Regions from separate parts of the Mus musculus genome. Here regions 1 and 2 are each linked to region 3. Evidence: chromatin contacts called from public promoter capture Hi-C data. All regions are on one chromosome and are shown on one strand. Each heading gives the region's core, a stretch centred on a gene start, on an enhancer-like site or on the middle of the called end of the contact. The rest is flanking DNA. Distances are from core to core; before and after follow the strand shown.

What was found. Promoter capture Hi-C pulls out the DNA fragments that hold promoters and counts their contacts.
Region 1: a contact with region 3 is called in a promoter capture Hi-C map of stem cell-derived epiblast-like cells, with 4 times the contacts expected there. The contact joins the promoter of Rspo4 here to the promoter of Entpd6 in region 3. A contact is called at or near these places in 2 of 39 promoter capture datasets (liver and stem cell-derived epiblast-like cells).
Region 2: a promoter capture Hi-C map of 3T3-L1-derived adipocytes shows a contact between it and region 3, with 6 times the contacts expected there. The contact joins the enhancer-like site here to the promoter of Entpd6 in region 3. A contact is called at or near these places in 7 of 39 promoter capture datasets (the 3T3-L1 cell line, 3T3-L1-derived adipocytes, embryonic stem cells and 3 more) and 1 of 115 datasets of contacts at active chromatin or transcription factors (astrocytes).

What each region holds. Positions count from the first base shown.
Region 1 is chr2:151,841,550-151,844,875 of GRCm38.p6, forward strand. Rspo4 (R-spondin 4) reads left to right here and starts at 1,378. Exons shown (of 5, transcript NM_001040689.1): 1 at 1,378-1,603. The coding sequence starts at 1,525.
Region 2 is chr2:148,900,711-148,903,939 of GRCm38.p6, forward strand. No RefSeq gene overlaps it. Among named protein-coding and RNA genes, the nearest start is that of Cst3, 27 kb to the left of the region's middle. Within about 2 kb of position 1,686, at least 44 of the 459 cell types and tissues checked have an H3K27ac peak or open chromatin away from gene starts, as enhancers often do. A contact at or near this core is called in 3T3-L1-derived adipocytes, where this site is marked.
Region 3 is chr2:150,747,512-150,750,535 of GRCm38.p6, forward strand. It overlaps Entpd6 (ectonucleoside triphosphate diphosphohydrolase 6), which reads left to right and starts at 1,570. Exons shown (of 14, transcript NM_172117.5): 1 at 1,570-1,722.

The DNA.
Region 1 (3,326 bases), core at 128-2,627, 1.1 Mb after region 3:
GAATTAGGCCACCAATCCATGGAGAGGCCAAGACAAAAGATGCTCAGGATGTAAGAGGGAGCTAGAAGTGGTATTACAGACCTGTTCAGTAGCACCTGGGAGATGGAGGGAAGACGATCAGGAGTTCAAGGTCATCCTTATCTACATAATGAGTTCCTGGGATACACAAGAACAGTGTCTCACAAAACCAAACACAAACAAACAAACAACAAAGAAACACCACATATAAGAGGCTTGAAAAGCTTGCAAACTACTGTGAGAAGGTGGAGACTTGGGCTGAAAGGGAGAAGACAGACAGCAAGGACATCGGAACCTGGCTGGTCAGAGGTAGGTGTGTGCTGGTGGGCTGGTGGTGTAGGAATAAGTGGGCAGGACCGCAGCTTCAGGACCTCTCTCTATCTACAAGTCACACTTGTAGCAAACAGGAAGCGAGACGGTCCTTTGGGTCTCCAAGGCTCTCTTCCACCCTTCGGTGATGAGACTGTGTGCTGAGCTGAGACGCGTCTGAAAGGCTATAGAGCTGCTGTGCAGTTTTGGGCAAACTACTTGGTCTCTCTGCGAATCCCTTCCCCCTTCGAATGAACAATTAGTCAAAAGAGAAAGTTCGTTATTCTAAAGCTTTTATGCATGTATTTAGCAGAAAGTCAAGTTCGTGGCTCTCAAACATTCTCTGTGGCAGCTTCACTGCGAATGGGCTTGGTTCACAGGGTAACAGGAGGCAGGAGAATATTGTTTTATTGGAAGAGCAATTTGGCACTGAAAAGGTTAAAAAACAACCCAATCCTGGAGATAAGGCTGGAAGAAATATACCCTGGGTCCTAGGTCCTTTGGTAAGCAAAGTATGCGGTGTTGGACACTGGGTCAAAGAGTAGGGTCTCCCCAAGGCTGCAGCAGGAAAGGCTCAGAGGCTACAACCAGAAAGTGTTTGGGATAACTAGAAAGAAAAAGCAACAGAGTGGAGCAGCAGCCTGCTCACACTCCCCCCTCCCCCACTCCGCCTACCCTCGTCCCCCAACCCCAGAGGAGATATGGAAAGGGCAAGACACCACAGAACCCAAGCTAGCCAGGTCGGAACAGTGAGCCAGAGAGGCCCATGCGCTTGGCAAGAGTCCTGTGTTGGAGGTGAGGCAGTCAGGGAATAAACAGAAAAACAAGCCAGGACGGTCCTGGGGACAGGAGGAAGAGGAAGACCAGAGTGGCAGAGGGAGGGTCTGTCCGGGTGAGTGTGCAGTGCGGCGTGTGCGCTTGTGTACCTAGAGCCGGCCTGTGCACGTGCGAGGGGCGTGGGGCTGCGCCCGCAAGGGCCCCCCGAGGGTTAAGCGCCGCCCAGCCGCCGACTCCTCCCCGCCCCGGCCGCGCGGCCGCGCTGACGCCCTCACTCGACCCACCGCGCCCTGGGCGCACCGGCGGGTCCCTGGTGGCCGTAGCGACCAGCGACCCGCGGATGCTCAACGCGCGCCACAGGCTGTCCCCCGCACAGAGGCTGCCGGGCCGTCGGGGAGCCAGGAGCACCAGGCTGCCCAGATGCGGGCTCCACTCTGCCTGCTGCTGCTCCTCGCCCACGCAGTGGACATGCTCGCCCTGTACCGAAGGAAGAAGCAAGGTACAGATGTGGCCGGGCTGGTGGTGGGGTAGGCACTACAAGACAGACTCGTGGTAGCCCAGCGGATATGGGTATTTGTCTGGTGCCTGATGCCTGGACTGTTGACTCAGGGTCGGAACGGGGAGTTGTCGACAACCTGGACCTAGGAAGCACTACTGGGAGGGAACTAGAGGTCGGGCTCACTGGCCCCAGCCTCCCAGCAGTGTCCCAAGGGTAACTCCACAGACACCAAAAACCCAAGGAACCACCCTTGGAAACAATGAACTAGAAGACAGGGCTAGTGACTTAGAAGCCAGCCCAGGCATCCACGCTGGGCCAGGATGAAGATCAGTGACTCCAGGGCTCATGTGGGGTTCGGGGGTTCTATCACTGCTCCTGACCCCTGCTGTCACAACCCCCACACTCCCAGAATTAATCTGGGTAAGCCTCTCTAGTGGTATCAGCATGACTGAGACCTGTGTTCAAGTTGAAGTCTTCTGGGGATGACCTGGAAGAAGTTTGTCCTCTCTCAGAATCTTAGGATATTTTTCCTTGGGACCTCCTGGAGCCACTAAGGAAACTTGAACCTGAGACTCTAATCGCGCCTGGGCCCTGTGAACATTGGGGTCTGTGCCACAGTTCCTCAGTGCCACAGTCAGATGTATTTTGGAGGTGAGGTGAGACTGCCCTTGCAGAGCTGGAGTTGACAGAACCTGAGCTGGTGTTGGGAGGGCAAGAGGACCAGCAAGCCCTGTGTCTGAACAGGGAAGGCCCCAGGACTCTGGATGCCTGTCTGTGCATCAACTACCAAAGGCTGGCTGCCATGCCAAGAGTGAGACACACACTGTTTCCTAGGTCCCCTATGATGCCCTAATGACAGTGGCTATCTCACTCTATAGAGCAGGAACCAGACATTCATGCAGGTTGCTTTGTTGAGCAGTCCAACGGGCAGGTGGGAGCTCTGATTTGCTCTCTGACTGAGAGCCTGAGTCTGGGAATACTGAATGGTAGGGTGTGTGAGAGTGGCCTTACCCATAGGGACTTCTAGTCCATCTGCGTGGAAAGCCTTTCGCAGATGTTGCAGCTCCTATAAGGAAGCAGGGAACACAGGGGCAGTGGGGAAGTAGGTATGGGGTGGAATATCAGGCCGTGGCCTAGGGAAACTGTTAAGGGAGTTGGACAAAGAGCAGAGAGGATAGAGGTGTAGGTGGACCTCGGGTAGGCTGCAGGGACTTGGGGGTCCTGAAGGTGAAAGCTTGTGAATGGCCTTCACCCCGCTGTCCAGAGCCCAGGTACTGGAGCCAGCCTAGCTGGATCTGTGGCCCTCCTTGAAGGTTTTATCTGAGTGACCTCAGGGAAGACCCTCAGACTTCAGTTTTACCTGTATGAGATCCTTTCCATTAGTCCTCCAGATACTCCACTCTGAAAGGATGTTTTCAATCTTTTCACCAACTTGTCTTTAAGATGGAAGCAATAAACTTCAGTCTCCCACTCATCAGGGGAACCATAGCTAAGATGTAGAGCATTAGCTGCCTATGCGGGTGCTCCGTGAGGCCTGATACTATTAATCATCCCAGTTTCTTGGTTGTTATGTCGTTCACTACTTAGAAAAGGCCAGTGAGTGCAAAGAGAGGTGCTTACATTTTAGAGAGGAAACATGTTCAGAGAGGGCAGTTGTCTAAGGCTGCACAGCAGACAAGCAATACAGCGGACTCAGATCCATGTGATAAATATTGTGAGACCC
Region 2 (3,229 bases), core at 436-2,935, 1.8 Mb before region 3:
GGATAGTGAGTGAGGCTGGAAGAAGCATGAATGAATTCTTTTCCCAGGAGGAAGTCCTGTCCCTAAGTTCCCCAGCCCATGCATGTCTCAGGACCAATCCCCAAAGGCAAAGGACTGGTGGATGCTCTGCTTTTTTTTTTTTTTTTTCTTTTTTTCCTTTTTTTGTGGAGAAGCCATACTTCTGTTTAGGACACTTTCATCAGGACTGCCATGTTGGGTGGCCTACTTTGGACCTAATAGAAGACAGGTATGGTTGATGACCTACTTTTGTGCTTTTTGTTGAGGAAGGTTTGACTGCTCATAGTTTTTTGTGCCTTCCTTCATAGGAAGTTTAGGAATTGCTTTCCAGAGTGTCATTATATTGAAGGATTCCATTGAATATGCGAATTACTTTGGTAGTATTGAGGTAGATGAAGGGAGACCCACTTTTTTTCAGGGGTACTGAGTAGGTGTTACTCATTCTGCTAGTACTGCACAAATTGTCTTAAATCCTAAGTTTGTCAAGTTCTTGTTAGCAGGACTTTTCTTTTGTACATAAGTAAAGACAGTGGGGAATGGAGCAACTCGACACCTTTATTAGTAGTTATTGGCTTCTTACTGCCAATCCTTGATTGGAAGCACTTCCATTTCAGAGCCAGATGTCTGTCTGACACTGTCTGCAGACCACTTTGAATGCATTGAAGCTTCACTGAGCTAAGTAAGTATACAGCCACCACAGCTGATCTCTTTGAATGCTGAAGGTGCAGCCTCAGCCAGAGTATCTGAAATAGTTTTGTATCTGAGGTTTTACTGTCACAAACTAGTGAACACTGGGAGACACCACAGCTATTCTTGCCTATACCAGAGGGAAGCACTTTCCCTGGCCGTCTAATAGAGGGCCTGCTGTGACTGGATCAGAAGCAAGGTTTAATTTGCATGTAAGGCTCCCTGTGATTGCATGTAAGGCTCCAGCATTGTGATAAATCAGCTCTTGAGTGTGAAAGTCATTGCTAACATAACCACCACGGATAGCTAGGTTTTTGTTTACTGTTATTTTGATGAGCTTTGTAAAGTGCAGCCCAAGAATAAGGAAGATCCAAAGTGGGGACCCAGAATGCCAGGAGGGAGCATACAAATGCTCTAGCACATGGAGAAAAGGAAGCTTTCCCCTGGCTGCATGGGCCAGGAGAAAAGGAATTGTAGACAGGGTATTTTCAGACAGAAAACATCATGGACAGGCAGAATTAAGGGAGATAGGATCCCAGTCCAGAAAAAAGCCAAACTAAAACAAAACATGAACTTGAGCTGAATGAGAATGTGTGTATGATGAACCTTAGTTTTGGCCCTAACTATATAACCTGACTCCATCCCAGATTGATCATATACTGGAAGGAAGAAAATTGATTATACTCACGCCAGTGGTCCTAAGAAGACATAAAGACAAGAGTTGAGAAAGCAGAGATGTGAGATAAAGACGGAGCGAGGAGGAGAGGTCAGAAATCATCCAAGCTTAGGGTTTCACATATCACATATCACCTGTTGTGAGTTCTTCTCACTGAGGCCCATTTTTTCACCCCTATCTTCATTCTGGGTAATATAGTTTTAAGACTTTCAGCTAAAATTGGGAAAATAGAGACTGGTGCTGTAGAAAAGGAAGCTGCTGCCATCTGCTGTCACCTTTGGTCAATGCCCAGTGTCACTAGGTAGTCCACAGCAGCCAGGATAGTGTGTGGTGTGGGGTTCCCCAAGGCGCAGGACAGCGCTCATTTATGTTAGGTGTTCTGTCTCTCACTGAGGACACCGAGTCTACCCCAGAAGCCACCCCCAGTGCGAATTGGGGCTGACTGGGAGTGCCAGGAGCAGAAAAATCACCAGTGGTCCAAGTCTGCCCTCTTGTGGTCATTATCACCAGGTGCAGGATGCGGCCCAGCACTAAGACTCAGCTCAGGATGGGTAGGGTTTCCCCCCCTTAAGGTTCTGCATGTGTGGTTCTTTCCCCAAATCCACTTCTCTCTTTGCGTTTTCATATCTAGTTCTTTATCTTCCTTCAGATTAGATTAAATGTCATCGTCCCAAATTACATTTCCTGATAGTTCTTTTCTCTGTTGGATAGTATTTGGTTCTAAGCCCCGTGAAGACCACGATTTGCTCATCTCATTCCTATAATGAGTCTATTTCTAGCGCAGACCCTGAAAGATGATGGACGTTCAATACACATCTCAGCGAATATGTACTTATACGATGAACATGCCCTTGTGAGTGCGCCAGAGACTTTCCCAGAGTGGTTGAATTCTTTCCACGTGAACCTGATATAGTATTATCTCATGACAGCATCCAGCCAGGCTATAATGACTCTAATAAAAATGTGTTAAAACTGCCATTTTGATTCAGTGGCTAAAGTTAAAATCTATTTTCATTCTTCTACATGCAGACATCCTGTTAGACTAGCACCATTTGTTGAAGATGTTTTGTTTTCTCCTTTGTATGGTTTTGGCTTCTTTATCAAAAATCAAATGTCTATTTTATGTCTGAGTCTTTGATTTGATTCCATTGATCAATGTGTCTGTGTCTGTACCAATACCATGTATTTTTTTATCACTATTTCTCTGTAGCACATCTTGATGTCATGGGTGGTGATTCCTCCTGAAGTTCTTTTATTGTTCGGGATTCTTTGGCTATCCCTGGGTTCATTAGTTTTCCATATGAATTTGAGAATTGTTCTTTTAAGGTCTATAAAAATTGTGTTCTTTGTAGGACTTTATGAAAATGAAGGGAAAACATACTCACACTTATGGGACATAATGAAAGCTGTATTAAGAAGCACATTATGAGCATCAACCACCTTCCTAAATAAATTGAAGAGGTCTCAAGATAGCAACTTAATAGCACACCTGAAAGGTGTAGAACAGCAAGAAACAAACACATCCAAGAGAAGTAGATTGCAGGGAAATAAACAAACTCTGGACTGAATTCAATAAATTAGACACTAAGAGAGCAGTACAAAGAATTAATAAAACTAAGAGTTGGTCCTTTGAGATAATCAACAGATAGAAAACTCCATAAACAAACTAATGAAAAGGATACAGAGAGACAGGATCCAAGTCAGAAAATCAAAAATGATTAGGGAAACATAACAACAGATAATGAGGAATTCAGAGAATCATTGGTCTTGCAACAAAAGCCTAGACTCCACAAAATTGGAAAATCTAAATGAAATGAATGATTTTTCTAAATAGTTACAGATTATCAA
Region 3 (3,024 bases), core at 320-2,819:
GGTGCTGGGCAAGCACTATTGCTCAGAGCAGATGACATCATTTGCTCTTGGGAAGCTTACACTTCAGTAGTAAAACAGAGAACAAACTGTTGGGCATGACTTATACTGTGAAGGAAATACACAAAGAATGGTAGAGAATAGCTCGGAGAGGTCCACTGTAAATGAAACAGTCTGAGAAGGTGGCATTATGTTATTTTAAAAGTGAGAAAAGATCTACAAAAGGAAATGCCTGAGAGAATAGCTTTCCAAGTAGTGAGTATGACCACTTGTAAAAACTAAGACAAAAATTCTAGAGAATTTGAGAGAAGTATTGTGAAAGTGGAGAAGATGGTAAAAGATGTGAAGGCAGAAGACAGAAGCAGGGTCCTTACAGGTCCACGAACAAACTTCAAAACACTAGAAAATTAAGTCAAAACTGTGAGGTGCAGTTTTTCTACTACAAGTTAGCAAAGAACCCAGCGTTTGGAAGGACTCCACCGTTGAAGACGTGGGGAACCCATGCTTTCACACATTATTTGTAAGAGTGTTAATTAGTACAATAACTGAAGAGAAAATTGAGTCGTATCTCTGGAGTTGTATTCAAAGAGCATATAGTTTATCATAGCCAATTCCAATACTAAGACTCTCTCCCACAGCACATCCATAGTGAGTAGCAAGATAGTCAGTCCTTGGGATGCTGTAGTGCTATGTACAACAAAACAGCCAGGGAAGTGGGGAGGGGAGAGCTTTTAAGATCCGCCAAATAAGAGACCATATAGACTTCCGTTGTAATCAGATCTTGGTGGTTTTATTAAAGTGAGACAAGGCAAGGTCCAATGAGCTGCTCACATGCTGTTTACAATAGTTTCGCGGGACTAATAGCGATTGCCAACCCTACTCTCACACAGTATCCCCGCACTCTGTGGTTAGCATCCACCCACTCACTCCCTGAGTACCCCATCTTTTCATTAGAAATCCTTGCTTTTAGGCTTTCCCAGCCGATAGACAGGGATGTCCTCCAGGAACAAGACCAGTGTCCTGCACCCCAATGTATAGATGCCATCACGTGGGCAGGAAGAAGCGGAGTCCTGGTTCGGTGGGGAAAAGACAACTTGGGAGATATTCAGACAAATGAATTAGGGACATACATCCAGAGTCTCGCTGCAGTTAGGAGCTGACAACCTTGTGGCTTCTAGGAAGACATCAGAAAATATGGCCAAGGATAAAGGACGCTTGATAGCACCGCATTCTCTATTGTGAATGCATATCCTATCACGAATTCCCTTGAAAGTAAAAGAAGCAACTCGGGTGTGGAGGGATGCAGGAGGAAAGCCTACAGAAGGACGAGGTGATGGATGAGATTGAAGTAACTCCTACTCTAGTCAAGACAAGGCTCTGTTCCTCCCACACCTCAGGACTTGTTAGAAGGATCCAAGATAAGCAGGAGCTCCAGAGCCCCCTACTGGCAGAAAGAAAAATAAACACCCAAAGAGCACATGGCTATTGCGCCTGCGTGGCTGGCAAACGCCATGGCACACGCGCATCAACGCCGTCCTGCCCACCCGGTGACGCAAAGTGCACGTAGGCGGAGACAGCTTCTCGGCGTCTGCTGGGGTTTGCTTCCACGCGTTAAGGCTCTGTTGACGCGGACCGGCGCTGGAGAGCTGGGCGCGCGGTGTGTGGTCGCTGTCTGCCTCCGGCTACGCCACTACCTCTCCTGCGGGGCCGAGGGAGCCGTGCAGGGTAAGCGGGGCCAGCGAAATGTGCTTGGCCCGGAGGACTGACTACGGTTGGTCTCCCCACGCGCGCGAGGGACGGGGTTCCCCGTGGTGCAGTTCCAATGCCTGATACCTCCCTGGGCCCGGAGACAGCTCCGGGGGGAGGCCTCGGGGTCACTTGCGCTCTCGGTCCATTCAACTGGCTGTCTTTCCGACCCTGCTGCGTAGCCCTCGCACGTCTACAACACACCGTGGGACTCGTGAGCTATGCTGTAGGCCAAGCAGCAGGGGTCTCTGCCCGAGTGTAGCCCACAGCCCTGCCGCGTCCATTCATTCTGCTGGCTTGTGCTGACCCGCCCCCAGCAGAACCAGGCCCAGGCGCCTCCCCTTCTGCACTGGATAGCCCAACTGGGAGGCTCAGGAAACCGGGGAAACCCTGTGTTCTGATTGTGTGGAAGGTGGGAACGGTGGTGACATGGAAGAACTTACCAGGGGTCAGGGTGGTTCCACCTGAGTTGGTGTGTGGCCACAGGTGCTTCAGGTTAAAGGAGAGAGAAAGGTCCAGATGTAGACACCCAGAATGTAGGACAGGGAGTCAGTGAGAACACATTTTTATTTTAAAAGCATCAGGAAGTAATTGGTTTTGAGACAACATTGCTGAGTAGGTCACAGTGGACACAGCCCTTCACCCTGAGAGTATATCCCCCCCCCCCCAAAAAAAAATCAGTCACCTGAAAATACCTGGTCCTTTTGTGTCTCTGCAGATCCTGTGTGGTGAGGGGCGTAGGGAATGCTCATAGCCAGAATAGGAAACTCTCAGACAGTGAGGAAGGAGCTTCCCTAGGGAGAGGCAGAGGAATGTGATTACAGGATCTCTCCTGGGGTGCTGCAGAGCCATGAAGGGGGCTGAATACCTAGCGTTGAGGGGAGGTTTCCCCATCCCTGTTACCAGCGTTTTAACAATGTCCTTGAAAATAATGCAGCAAGCATAAAGGTAAGTCTGAATATTGCCCGCCCCCCTTCTCCTGCCCTGGAAGAAGTGTAGACTAAGATGGTGTGTATCTGAGTCCCATCTGGAGCCTCATGGACAGAACGAACCTGAGAGTTACACAGCTCTCTCTCTGTGTACTTAGGTCTGGAAGAACCTACTGGCCCATGCAGGCATAGCACCCTGCAAAAGAATCAGGAGGAGGCAGTCTTCACCGGACTGTTCATCTATCTATATCTATATCTATATACATATAGATATAGATATAGATATAGATATATGTGTTTTTTTTTCTTTCTACAACTACCAGGAGAAATACATGATGCTTTGTTAATATGC